3 separate regions of the Gossypium hirsutum genome follow, and all the other regions are linked to region 1. Evidence: chromatin contacts called from public Hi-C data. All regions are on one chromosome and are shown on one strand. Each heading gives the region's core, a stretch centred on a gene start, on an enhancer-like site or on the middle of the called end of the contact. The rest is flanking DNA. Distances are from core to core; before and after follow the strand shown.

The links. A called contact is a pair of places that touch in the nucleus more often than the background predicts.
Region 2: a Hi-C map of leaf shows a contact between it and region 1, with 3 times the contacts expected there. The contact joins the promoter of LOC107962524 here to the promoter of LOC107962531 in region 1. A contact is called at or near these places in 9 of 34 Hi-C or Micro-C datasets (callus, hypocotyl, leaf and 1 more).
Region 3: a contact with region 1 is called in a Hi-C map of leaf, with 5 times the contacts expected there. The contact joins the promoter of LOC107962525 here to the promoter of LOC107962531 in region 1. A contact is called at or near these places in 11 of 34 Hi-C or Micro-C datasets (callus, fibers, leaf and 1 more).

What each region holds. Positions count from the first base shown.
Region 1 is chrA06:7,846,439-7,851,306 of Gossypium_hirsutum_v2.1, reverse strand. It overlaps LOC107962531 (dnaJ homolog subfamily B member 4), which reads left to right and starts at 2,150. Exons shown (of 3, transcript XM_016898949.2): 1 at 2,150-2,599; 2 at 2,755-3,200; 3 at 3,272-4,000. The coding sequence starts at 2,447. The coding sequence ends at 3,719. It overlaps LOC107962530 (aldehyde dehydrogenase family 3 member H1), which reads right to left. Exons shown (of 10, transcript XM_016898948.2): 10 at 4,022-4,535. The coding sequence ends at 4,296.
Region 2 is chrA06:7,592,285-7,597,152 of Gossypium_hirsutum_v2.1, reverse strand. It overlaps LOC107962524 (protein transport protein Sec24-like At4g32640), which reads left to right and starts at 2,995. Exons shown (of 25, transcript XM_016898942.2): 1 at 2,995-3,236; 2 at 3,379-4,314. The coding sequence starts at 3,448.
Region 3 is chrA06:7,648,254-7,653,121 of Gossypium_hirsutum_v2.1, reverse strand. LOC107962525 (F-box protein 7) reads left to right here and starts at 1,873. Exons shown (of 11, transcript XM_016898943.2): 1 at 1,873-1,989; 2 at 2,205-2,297; 3 at 2,447-2,559; 4 at 2,913-3,029; 5 at 3,110-3,206. The coding sequence starts at 1,980.

The DNA of each region.
Region 1 (4,868 bases), core at 901-3,400:
TCATGTTCCATTTTCATAATTCATACAATGTTAATGAGAGGATATCATTTAATCTTTATCAAGCTATGATTTCACTATTGTAAGTGTAGTCATATCATGCATAAGTCATAAACCCAACATTCCAACTTTGAACCCACTAAGATGAAAGCACAAGTTTTCAATATATCAAAACACATGGTTACATATGCACTGTCATTTACTTATTTTGGATTTAGTTAAGTCACATCATGTATGTTACAAATGAATAAACCCATAAATAGATCTAGGATAAATTCAACTTGGATTATGTCTGATGTATTGTCAGTCCAAACAATCACATCTACATGTCTAATTTTGAGAGTCAATCCAACTCTGATAGACATAAAAAGTTATCTCCCTAACTGGACTTATAGATAACATAATAGTCTCATATTATTTGAATCATTTGCTCAATTTGATTCTATAGACTATGAACAATTTAGATTACCTACTAATATATTTTATTATAATCTATCTATATAATGCAATTTAATACTAAACAAGCCTTAGGTTATCAAGTAATAAATATTTATTTATACATTTTACTTTTCATACAAAAACCATTGAAGTCAATCTAACATAGAGATAATGAATGACATTTGTTTATTTTCATAAATAATTATTTTGACCATTTCAATAATTTATCAAATATTAATATTAAGACATAATAAACAAAACATACCCCACTTTAGAAGAACAAACCACTTAAAACCCAAACCCAAACCCAAACTCAAACTCCCAACATAACGAATGAAAACTCTAAAAGATCAAATCGCAACAACGACCATTATACCAACGTTAAAAAGACATCAATCAACAAAATGCTTCAACCATTTAGACATGAGGAGCATTATCCGCAAATGGTGTTGCCCTATCTACAAAACACCCTTCTAGAAGATGCAAGCTTTTGAGAAAAGAATTGCAATCTCTTCGCAAAACTAGGTATGATGATATGGGATAAACTTCTTATTCTAATTATCCTTTAGCTCCTCGATAGCTGTGAAATACCTACCGCCACAAAAAAAAACAAAAAACAAACTTATGCCAGTACTAGAGGTGTGCATGGGCCGGGGCTACCCGGTCCGGCCCGAAGGCCCGTCCAAAAAATGGGAGGGTTCGGGTAAAAATATAGGCCCGAAATATGGGTTTGGGCAAAAAAATGAGGCCCGTTTAGAAAATAGGCCGGGCTCGGGTAAAATTTTTTTGGCCCGAGCCTGACCCGGCCCGGCCCTAATTATATACTAAATATATATTTTTTATTTTTAATCATATTTATATTTTAATTTTAATTTTAATATAATTAATTTTTATTATATTTTTAACTTGTGTATTGTTTTAAGAATTGTTTTAATATATTTTTTATTTGTTTCTTGTTTTAATATTTGTTTTAAATGTATTTGATGATTTAATATATTTAAAAAAATTTATTTAATGAAATAAGTTAAAAAATTTAATATGGGCAGGGCCGGGCTGGACTCGGGCTTAACAATTTTATTTCGGGCAAGGCTTGGACAAAATTTTAGGCCCATATTTCGGGCCGGGTCAGGCCCAGACCTAGAAAACGGGCCTAAAATTTTCAATGGGCCCGGCCCGGACCCGGCCATGCACACCTTTAGCCGGTACTAGAGATCCAAGAGACTACATTGTGCAATACAATAATTATACAAAAAACTTGGGTGCCACAGATGCACTTTAACGTAGAGTTTCCTTTATGACAAAAACATGCAAAAAGTTAATATTTATCTTGATCGGAGCATTTCATGCAACCGATTCATCAATTCATGAGTCGCTTTTTTACCAACAAGACGATGTACAAAAACCCCTAAACTAAAACCAATACAATTTAGAAGGAACATGATATACTCTCATTTATTTGTAAGCTTTCATTGACAAATTTTTCTCCGCTATGAAAACCATGCAAAGATTTAGATTTGGTTTTTTGCTGTTAAATATTTTGATAGAAAAACAACCGGGTGGGGCTAGAGGATTAGGATATGTGTAATATGACATAAAAGGAAAATGTGACGTGGATCAGTTCAATTGGATAAGTAGTGGAGAAGGTGTATCTAATAATTTGGTCGACTTTGATGATTAAAATTTCAGACACGTTATTGTTTGTTATGGAAGATTTATCTTATTACGTGAAGTCAAGGCTTGGAGCTTAAAAAGGAAAAGAAAACAGAGCAAAATTATAAAAAGTTGAAAAAATATATAGGCTCTCTAATCTATTAGTCACAGCGTTTGCTAATTAAAGACAGGAGAAAATATCCCCCGGCTTAAATATTTGACAAATTATCCAAGCAATTTTCTGGTGTTGGGTTTATGGTCTAACTCTATCCATCTAATCCTCTTCTTTCTTCTTGCTGCCTTCGCCTTTCTTTCATTGTTTTTTTTTTTTGGGTGGGGGGGGTATTGGTGGTTGTCTCCCATGGTAAATCATCTGAACCAAGAACCTGTCCCCATTTTTAATCAAAAGAAGAAAGGTTTCAGTTTACGGGAGATTACCAGAGTCTTACGATCATGGCGACTTCGTCTTAAGAAATCCTCCTCTTCCGACCAACCCATATACCAACCTTCCCAGGTATACCTGTACGTTAAATCTCCATGCATGCAATGCAATGTAATGCAATAATAATATGTAAAAGTCTAAACAATAATTTAGAAATTATGAAAATTTGGTGATTCTTTGAATCCTCATTTGGGTTGTAAACGTGAGAGAAACTTTTCATGTTGTAGGGCTCTCCAGATGAGAATGGAGATGGACAAAAAATTGTCCGAGTTAGCAGCTGGACAAGCGATAGCGATGGGTCGAGATCCGAAGGTCGGAGTTCTAAAGGTTTTTTCAAGTATCGAAGCATGGACGCATGCTTTTCTCGCCAAGATTCTACAAACTCAAAGGGTACAAGCAAGAGGAGCCGCAGCCCCAGCCCCAGCCCCAAGCCTTCCTCACAGAATAAGGAGGGAAGCCTGAGAAGAAGCACAACAACAGATAGAAATGGCTTATTTGAGCCCCTGTCAGGAAGCACGAGCCGCCCGAATGGTAACCCCATCATGTTCTCAAACTCAACCGGGGTGGTGAAACCACCACCAATTGAGAAGCAACTCGAATGCACGCTTGAAGATTTGTGCTATGGATGTACCGAGAAGATAAAGATCAAAAGGGACGTTATTACAGAATCCGGGTTTGTAATCCGAAAAACATTACCTTAACCATCGTCTTGACTGAAATTGATGATCTGTTTATGATCTGCAGGCAAAGAGTTGAACATAAGGAGATGTTATCAATAAACGTGGAGCCGGGATGGAAGAAAGGAACAAAGATTACATTTGAAGGAATGGGAAATGAAGTACCTCGATTATATGCAGCTGACGTCACATTCGTTATTGCCGAGAAACAACATCCTATCTTCGGAAGAGACGGTGATGATTTGGAATTAACGATTGAAATTCCTCTGGTGAAAGCCCTAACAGGTTGCAGCCTTCCCATACCATTACTGGGTGGGGAGAAAATGGAACTGAAAATAGATGAAATCATTCACCCTGGATATGAAAAGATAATCACAGGCCAGGGCATGCCAACCACAAAAGAAGCAGCAAGCAGAGGGAACTTAAAAGTTAGATTCCTGATTAACTTCCCAACGGAGCTCACAGATGATCAACAAGCCGCCGCAGTTAGAATTTTAGGGGATTCTTCTTCATGAATGTGGTTTTAGTTTCTTTAGGAGTCTCAGAATTTGTTTTACTTGTGGATATGTTACTTCCAACAGTATTTCAGGCTTCCCTTCATTGTAAAATGTAATGTCAGGTGCTTCGCAGATACTTCAACAAGGAATATATCACCTGCTCATTACCAGTCAGCTAAAATCAAACCATTTTAACATTTTCATAAATGTAATGGGACCTGGCAGAATAACATTCCAATATGATGCCACTTACAATACCAGTTAGACATGTAAATGTAATGGTACCTTTCAAACTGGAACAAAGCATGTTAGTTCTGCAGTAAACAAAACCACCTCAGGCAAGGTTATCATCAAATCAACACATTTTTACAATGTTGAACTGCATCAGTGCCAATTCATTCCTATAAAATGATTCTCAAATCATGATACCTACATTATGAACATCACATTGATTTTAAGCGAAAAAAGAAAACTATACAACCGTGGTCTTTAAACTGACTTACATGCTTGAAAATATATTGAAATCAGTAAATTGCATAACATGAAAAAAATAATAAAAAGTTACAACAGAGATAGCCACATAGGTTTTCTCTTTTAAGCCTTAGACCATCCCATCAAAGCACGGATTATGCCTAATATGCTACCACCAAGAAGAGCCTTTAGTAACCTGAGCTTTCCATTTGTGTACGGTGGGTATCTTAGAGGTGCATCACCAGCAAAACTTCTATAAAGAACAGCCTTCTTATGGCTAAAAGTGTCAAAGGAGAATTTCCCATGGTAGGCACCCATTCCGCTGTCCCCGACTCCTCCAAATGGCAAAGTGGGCTCGGCAAGCTGAAAACGTTATTAGGTGTGTATCACATATACTTCTAATGTTCAATAAGCATGCGAAAATGAACTTCTAAGTTCATTCTTTTGAAAAATAGGAGCAACTATGTATTTTTCAGCATTTGTTAAAAACAAAAGGAACTTGGCATATTCTTTTTGGTGGGGAACAGTATGAACTTGCCAGAAAGAAAGCAAAAGAATACATCAAAATCCATGTAGTTTCTTAAAATGCAGTACAATGGGCAAATAACCATGGTCAAGTTGGCGTTTATAAAACAGTATGAATATATTAGAAAGAAACAAAAGGAGCATATGCTTCCTACATCAAAATCCGCGTAG
Region 2 (4,868 bases), core at 1,746-4,245, 250 kb after region 1:
GGAAGGACCTATGTAGTAATTAGCCCTAGTTGATAGTGTTAGACGACAATTGAAATGAAAATGATAAAATAATATATGTTTAATGGCAAAATTGTAAATAAATCAAACTTAAATAAAACAAATTGAAAGAAATAGACATTTCTTCTTCATTTTTCTTCATCCTTTGCCGAAAAACCATGAAAGCAAACCTTGGATAATCGGCCAAGTTCAATACATTGCATGTAAGTGAAATTGATACCCGTTTCTTATAATTTTTACGTTTTTGAGATCATTGTAACTAGGTCTAGCTAGCTCATACCTCTGTTTTTGAATCTGTTAAAAATTTTAGAAGTTTCTACTGATGAATCTTGAATGTTTTTTTATGATAATTATGTGTTTGAAGCTTTGATTGTGATATTTGGTTGTTTTGTGAAGTGATTTTTATTAGATTTTGATTTAAGGATTAAATTGTTAAAATATCAAAATTTCAAGGTTTATTGGTGAATAAGAGGTGTTTTGTGGACTTTTTAGAAGTCTCGAATATTCTTCTATAAATTTTGACTTGAGAAAATGGTTAATTTGATAATTTTTGGGTTAAAGGACTAAATTGCAAAACTTGTAAAAGTTAGGACAATTGTGTAATTTTGAAAAATAAAAGGGTATAAAATGTAGAATAAATTGGAATATGAAATGTAAGCTAATAATTGAGAATTTTATATTTTAGAGCAAGTTACTATTGATTTTTGTGGAAAAAAGAAAATAGCGGAATAATTCATGAACTTCTGCAACTATTACAACTCAGTCCAGGTAAGTTTGTACGAATTTTAATTTAATATCTATATGAAATTTACGATGACATGATATGAAATAGTGGATATAAATTATTCTATTGATGTTGTAAGTTGTTTGGGAAAATGTTGTTGATATCAATAATTGGGCCGAATGAAAGCGAGATAGAGTACAACTGAATGATGGCATGTTATGCGAGGTTGAAGTGGAGATTGATGTGGAGAGCTTTATATATTTTTCCTAAGTATACCGAAGTTCAACATTTGTTGCGAACTCTCGTGTTATACTATCCTGATTTGGCGTGTTATGGGAGCGGATATATAACTTGGGGGCTAGGCACTTACTGCCGTGGCGTGTTATCGATTGGATTAGCTCTTATGAGCATTTGACGTGTTATTGGGTAGATTAGCTCTTATGAGCAGTTGGCGTGTTTCGGTTGGATTACTTGTGTAGTCATATCTGTAAGTCATTCATTAGGTCGTAAATCGTTGTATTGTAACTTATTTAATGATTTTGAATGGCATGACATGTATTTGACATCTTGAATTAACTCGTTGTAGACATATATATTTTCCCAGAAATTATTATTTGAGCTTTGAATTGAATTATGCAATTCACCGGTTTGACATTGTAGATGATAGTAAACACTTGTTATTGAATTATTTTTTATTGAATTGTTATATTTACTTTGATAAGATTTATTGTTTCTGTACGTCGAACTTACTAAACTTCAATAAGCTTACTTGTGTTAATTTATGTTTCTTGTAGACACTTTTGAAGGTTGGACGATCAAATCAGCACTCAAGTCACACTATTCATCCAATTTTGGTAGCTTTTGAACATTTGTTTTGGCATGTATATATATAAAGAATGAGCTTAAGTGTAAGTAGACAACTTATTGTGATATATGTGAATGAAGGAAGATGTCTTTGGTACAAATTTATTGCATATGTTTGATTAATAAGTTATTTTGCATTGTTATGAACTGAGATGCCTATGATAGACATAATGGTTAGAAGTTTAAGTTGTGTGAATTTGTATGTCTTGGTTGATGATTTGTATCGTGGTATAACTGTGTATACTTGTGGTACCAATGAGGGTACATTGGTTAAGCACTTTAGATGGTTGAATTAGTATGAATTGAGCTTGTTTAATGGCATTTTGAATGACCCTAATGGTTGGTATATGGATTACTTAGAGTCCAAGAAAACTTGAAATGGTAAAATTGATGTTTAAGGTTTATTTAGGTGAACACGGCTTGGGACACGGGCTACCACACGCCGTGTGCCACCACAGCCATGTGATTTAAGTCAGTGTGTTACATGGCCTCCGACATGACCATGTGTCCTAAGTCAGAGAGTTACACAGACTGGCACACAGCTTGCGACACGACCGTGTGACCCAACTCAATGAGTTATACGGGCAGAGACACGGGCTAGGACACGACTGTGTGTCCCAACTTTGAAAGTTACATGGCCTGGGGCATTCCACACGGTTGTGTGTCTCCTGTTTTTGAATTTTTTCATATTTTCCTGAAATTTTCTAATTTGTTTCAAATTAGTCCCTAAAGGTTTTAAGATTAATTCTTTAGTCCCTAAAGCTCGATTTAAGCCTCGTAGATGTAAGATATTTTTATAAATCAATTGGTTTATGGTATTTGAAAAATTATATTGAAATAATTATGATTTTACTTGTTTATTGTTGTTAACTTGCTGTAGCATTCTTGTAACCCTATTCTAGTGATAGATATAGGTTAAGGGTGTTACAAAGGAGAAAAAAGAAAAAAGTTTTTATGGTTTAAAAATGTACGATAAATTAAATTTATTTATTATTATTTTTAAACATTAATCTTATTATAAGTTTTCTTATACAATACTTAAAACTATCTATAGCCTCTTCCCAACTCTTAATAGGAGGATAATGCATTTTAACGCTTTCAAACTCACATCTCTTTACACGAATAATAATATCGATTACAATTGAACTAAGGCTAATAATAATATAGATTACAATTTAACTAAGGCTACATCGTGACTTATTTATTTATTTATTTTTAAATGGAACAGAAGGAAAAACCGGTAAATAAATCCAAATGGCTATTATTTGTAAGTCTGTGAAAGTAATCAGTGTTTTTTCAACAGTCTCAGACAAATAAAATACTTTCCTTAATTATACCTTTTTTTATTTATAATTTTTTTACAATTAAGATTTATTACAAATTTGTCTCCCATTCCTTCGCCAACGTTAAAATACCGTCGCTCTCTCTCTCTCGCTCTCGTTATTTGCCTTTTTTGTCTCTCTCTCCTTCTCCGATCATTTCCCCAGATCCATACCTCCGGTCGCTCCGATACTTCCCTAAAAAACCCTAATTTCTCCGATCTCTCCTTCTAAAACCCTACTCTCAGATCTAAACTTAATTATCTTCTTACATCCACAGATCCGACCTCTCCTTTTCTTTCCGATATCAGGTACTTAATTTCCTTTTTTATTCTTCTCAATTTTATTACATTCGATCTTAGTTTCTTTTATATGTTAATTTGCGATTACTATTACTGTGTATCTTTTAGAATTTTTGAAGAATTGTTGTTTTTGTTGTTTTGGTTTGTGTAGATTTGATCGTGTTGCAAAATATATAGACGGTTATTGAAAGAGGGGATTAGAATTTGTTTCTGATTAATTATGGCAGCTCCTGTGCCTCCAGGGGCACCTAGACCCGGCGCCAATTCACAACCACCACCACCACGAAATGTTAATCCTAATTATCAAACCAATCCCAATTCGTTAGCTGATAACATGCAGAATTTGAACCTAAATCGGCCAGTTTCAATGCCCAATTCTGGTCCTAGGCCCTCCCCTTTTGGTCAACAACCTCCCTTTCCTCAATCTGGAGGTTCAGCTGGATTCCCCGGTGCCTTGCCGCCAATGGCACGGCCTGGTCCGCCACCTGGTATGATGGGAAGACCTGCAGTGCCTCCTACTGGACCACCACAATCTGCTTTACCTGCAAATGTACCCCCAGGGAGACCCCTTGGTCAACCTTCTGGTCACTCTTCCCCTTTTGGGTCTAGACCTCCTCCTGGTTCTTTGTCTTCTTCAACAGGTGGTGCTGTTCTACCTTCTAGCGCTTTCCCATCTTCAGGTGCACCTAGCGGTGGAGTTGCACCACCAATGCCAGGTGCTCGCCCGAATGTTTTTATGTCATCTCCACCTTTGACTGGTCCAGCTGCGCCCCTCTCTCGTGCACCTGCTGGTCCTTTGAGTAATGGGCCTCCAGCAATTGTTTCGGGAGCTTTGCCTGGTGCATCCCAGTTTCCTCTTGCTCCAAGTGCTTCACAACCTCCTGTTGGACCTCCACTAACTATGATGTCAGCTAGGGCTCCTGCTCAGGCTCCAACCATGCGTTCTGTTTTGGGAAGTCCAGCTGTTACTTCCCCACCAGTTCAACCAATGCCTTCAGCATCACCATTTTCAGCTGTGCCTCAAGCTAGACCACCACCTCCAGGTTCTCCTTATGGACCACAGACTTGGCCGATGCAGCCTCAGCAGGTTAGTACTACAATCTTTACAGTTTATGCTTTCAGAATTCTTCCCATAAAGAAATGTAAACAACTGGAGTATATCATTGATTTTATTGTTGTTGAGTTGGTCATTTAGCAATCTGTATAAGGTGTACAAGGTCTTTGATTTCCTTTCTTTTCATAATGCATTTAGTAACTAAAATTTTATCTGCACCTCTTTGATGTTTGGAATTTTTGGCATTATATTAGTAGCTGTTAATTTGAAGAAAATCTAAAGCAATATAGAAATGAAGAAAGATTTTAGTAAACTTATAATGGAAGAATGAAAATTGATGGATGTGGTTTACTTTTCTACAATTAAATTGTTTATGCCTTGTAAATTGCTTTACAGTATATAGCTATGTTGTTCAAACTTTTTCTTTCTAATTATTATTTTCAACATCTCATCCATTCAGTATTCATCCAAAAAGATATTGTTTTCATTGAACCATCATAAATATTGGATTGGCTTGAGAATTGACGTGCAGATATAATATGAGGTTCTGTAGCCAATTGCTGAAAGTTAAATTGTGCAGAAACTTA
Region 3 (4,868 bases), core at 624-3,123, 200 kb after region 1:
AAAAATGCAAAAATTAAAAGGGACTAATAATAGAATTTAACCTATTTTTATCCTATTTGAATTGCATTATGTTGAAATAAAATACTAGATTCTCTCGCTGCGTTTCGAAAAATTAAATAAAATTTCAAACATTTTATTTATATTAATTTATGATAGATTCGTATAAAGATCTAATTTCTATACAACAAATTATGTAAGATATAGATTGAAACGAAACATAATATAAAAAATATGATATTAATTAGAGCATCACACTTCACAAAAAATAATACAAATATATGCAAGATTTAATATAAACAACACCCACGCCCATATAAGAAGCAAACATATCGCTATGGCAAACAATACAAAGTATGTAATGAGTTATGATATAATAAATACATAAATTATTCTCTAAATTACAACACTATAATAAATCGTTTAAAAATAATATAAAGGTACCAACAAGTTGTTATATGCAATAGTAAAATATATTATACTTTTAAAAAATAAATATATGTTCGAATATTGAATATATCATTATTAAGAGGAGCTGTCACAAATTCTGAATATTGAATGTACCAACTAGTGATTGGGTGAAATAGAAAAATGCGTTATATTCTTAAGGAAAAAAAAGTAGATTCGAATATTGGAGATAATATTATTAAGAAGGATAACCATAAACCCCGAAAATAAACCATAAAACGAACATACATGTAATATAAAAAAATGAAATTAACACATATATATGAATAATTTGAAATTTATACCACAAACATGGGATTGATGAAAAAAGAATATAAAAAATTTAATTCGAGCTGGTCAAGCTCGAATTTAACATTTTTAATCTGGGCTGGGCTTGGACATGATTTTATGCCAATTTTTGGGTCAAGTTCGGGTTTAAAAAACGAGCCTAAAATTTTGCATTGACCCAGTTCATGAGCAGGTCTAGTCATTACTATCTCAAACACTCAGACATGTTCATGTTTATAGTATAATTTTTATAACTTGTATAAAAATAATTTTAAATTTTTTATTTGACTTATGTAATTACTCAAAATCTTACCCTCCTCCTAAGAATTGGAAAGTATAATTGGGATATTCCAATTACACCCAATTCGATAAGACCCACCCGTTACAATGCTTACCCAAACATGCCATCATTGTGTAATTACAAGTAATTACACCCAAGCTAATTATTAGGTGGTTTTCCAAACTCTACCCTAAGTAAAATTTTGCTATTTCTTAAATCTGATATGCCAAACATATTATCATGTGTAATGTCACATCAATATATTATTTTTACATATTACTCACTAAAAATCTAGTTAATGGATTAACAATTATCATTTATGTTAAGATTGAAATTTCAAAATTTGAAATGTATAGAGACTTAGAATGATCCAACTAGAGAAAATGGAATAAATCTACAACTGTATAAATAGTACATGACTATTAATTAAAATTAATCAAATGAATTTAACTACTACTATTTGAGTTAAGACTAAAATTTCATATTTTAAAAAATACAGAACTAAAATTGATCAACTGGAAAAATATAAAAACAAGAATTAATCAAATAAAAATATAAAAATATAAAAATTAAATTTACAACTTTCACAAAATTAAAAACCCAATCCAATATTTCAAACATCTTCCACTCACTTCGCCAGCAATACTTCATAACTTGGATAGTGTTGAAATTTAAAGGGCCCAACATCTTAAAGGTAGGTTGCAGTGGTCTGTTAGAGTAGACTGGGCTGACTCAGTCGACCCGTTGATAACCTTTGTTTATGTTTTGGGTTATACTGAGTCTGTGTCTTCTAGTTTATTCTGATTGGGCCCTTCATGTAATCTCTCAGCATTTTTCCATCACTTATTTCTTATTTCCTATTTCCTTCTAATTTGGAAAAATCGGGTTTGGGAAATTTAAAAAGAGGAGAGAAGATTTCCTTCAATTTTCCTTTGAGGTTCATAAAAATATAGTAGATTCGATTCCTATGAATCCAGGTATTTATATTTCTATTATTGAATTCATTCATTTCTAAATTCCAATCCACCATTTTCTTTGCTTCCGGTGATTATTTTTATTCGAATTGTGTAGATACATTTTAAACTTCAATCTTTGTTATTGGTTTTGTTTCATCTCATCGCCTTCTTCCCCTAGTTTTCTTCTTCTTTTAATTACATTATTGTTAGTTAATTAATGGCCTTAATTTTTTCAGATTTTGCCTTAACAGTTCCCTCTGAAGTAGAATTAGAATCAGCTTTGCGCTTGAAGACCGTACAGTACTTTGTGACGCAGAGGCCTTGGCTTGGTATTTTTATTTATTTATTTTCATATATTTTCCATAATGATTTTATTCATTCTTTTTTTTTTTCTTTTCCGTTTGAAAGCCATTAGCTTAAATTTTTTGTATAAAACACTTGTAAATTATTAATGTTACTTTTTCTTTTCAAATTTCAGATCTTTATGGAAAACATGTTAGACCAGTTGCCCCTTTTGGAAGCGCCAGCAGAAGATCATATGTTGATCCTGCACTTATCCATCGTAGCTTGCCCGATGAGCTGCTTTTCGAAGTATTTCAATGCATTAGTTCTTTTTGACAAAATTGTTATTAGCTTACTTTGGTTTTCTCTATCTGCTTCTAATTGTTTATTATTCATCTAGAAATGCTAGGTTTTGAGCTGGCGAATGTAGAAAATGTGATTTTGAATCAATTGATTGTGGTTTGGTTGATAAACGGACATCTTGAAGTTTATTTTATTGCGTAAGAGCTGAAAATTCTAATTTCAATGGCAAAATATCAAATTTTCCAACTTATGAACTGGTAGAATTCCTTGTCTTTAAAACAAAGAGCAATTTAAAAGAAGAAACAATTTTTTCCCCTTTTTCCCCTTAATTAGAGAGTAATGATGAAATAAATGTACAGGTCTTTGTACGAATGGCTCCATATGATTTAGGAAGGGCATCATGTGTTTGTCGAAAATGGAGGTATACAATCCGTAACCCTGTGTTTTGGCGTACAGCCTGCTTAAAGGCTTGGCAGGTAAATTTGCCTTCCATATGGAAGCTTTTATTAGGTTGCATGAATTATCGATGCTTAAAACTAGTGCCTCTTTTCTTTAGCTTTCTGGCCTGGTGGAGAATTATAAGGTCTTGCAATCAAAATATGAAGGTTCATGGAGGAAAATGTGGCTTTTGAGACCTCGGGTACGAACTAATGGTATGTTGTGCTTTCTCAATTGTTTTTAGTTTTGGGTGTAATATATTCGGTGGGAAAGGGAGAAAGGTATGCTATTTGCATTCATTTATTTTGAAATTGTCAACTCTGTGCTATGCTTGGTCTTGCTGATTTTAGCACATGTTGCCATTTTGTTCTTGGGAGAATTTCTATGATTATGTTCTTCAATTTTCATAGTTCTGTCGAGTATTAGACAGATTAGTTTGTTTGGAACTATTGTTGAAATAATTTTCAAAATATGTCGAAGGGATAAAGAATTACTTGATTACATAATCAATCTATAAGTAGCTAGCACATTAGAAACTATGTATTAGCTTTGGTGAAGTTCCAAACAAAGGATATTGTTTTAAAGATGAAAAGAAATCTATGTGAGAATCTTTATATATGAAGGAATTTGAATGCCTGTTGATGGGATTTGAATTCTTGAGATTTAGAATGGAAAATAAGCTTCTATGATATTTTACACAAGGGGACTGAAATACTTGTCTAAAGATATTCGGATACTAGGTTTGGAAGGTATTTTGTAGAATTTGCAGAGGGGATTTCGTACCCCCTGAATCAAAGATTTGAGTACCCTAGTTCAAATTTTGGCAAATTTGTTGGGGAGGGCCTGTATCATTTCAAACTCATTCTTACCTTTCGCTTTTACTAGTAAAGGGTTGCCAATGATACCTACCGAGGTTCAAAATATGAGAACTCAATGAAAAAGACAAGTTGGTTGGATGGAACAGTACGACTAAATATACTACACTTTTGATTAAATCTCTCTAAATAAAGATATCAAAATTTTCCAACATAGAATATGAAAAGATAAATACAATTTTTGAATCACTCTCTTTGGTATCATTCTCAAGTAAATGTAAGTCCCTTAGTCTTTGTCTGCTGTAGAAAACCAAGTATAAGAATGGCTCTTATGAAAGGTATTTAGTGGTTTGATTTTGATTTGAAACATAAAATTTGTTGTATCTTAAGGCCCTTTGACAACACCCTTTACATACACTATAATTGAATATGAAAAAATAAATACAATTTTTGAATTTCTCTCTTTGGTATCATTCTCAAGTAAATGTAAGTCCCTTAGTCTTTGTCTGCTGTAGAAAACCAAGTATAAGAATGGCTCTTATGAAAGGTATTTAGTGGTTTGATTTTGATTTGAAACATAAAATTTGTTGTATCTTAAGGCTCTTTGACAACACCCTTTACATACACTATAATTGAATATGAAAAGATAAATACAATTTTTGAATCACTCTCTTTGGTATCATTCTCAAGTAAATGTAAGTCCCTTAGTCTTTGTCTGCTGTAGAAAACCAAGTAAAGAATGGCTCTTATGAAAGGTATTTAGTGGTTTGATTTTGATTTGAAACATAAAATTTTTTGTATCTTAAGGCCCTTTGACAACACCCTTTACATACACTATAATTGGTTGGTCGAAACAATTTAAAGTGGCATTAAAAATCTTGAAGCTTTTTCATTTTTCATTTGACTCCGTTTCATGAATTCATCAATTTTATATCCATTCAAAAATTCCATGTTCGGGAGCTCCCCCCTCTCCCCTAAAAGAACAGCCCAACAATTGTACAATTATATTTTAGTGTTATAAACAGCTACTGATTCTAGCCTGAAATTTGTTGAATCTGCAGT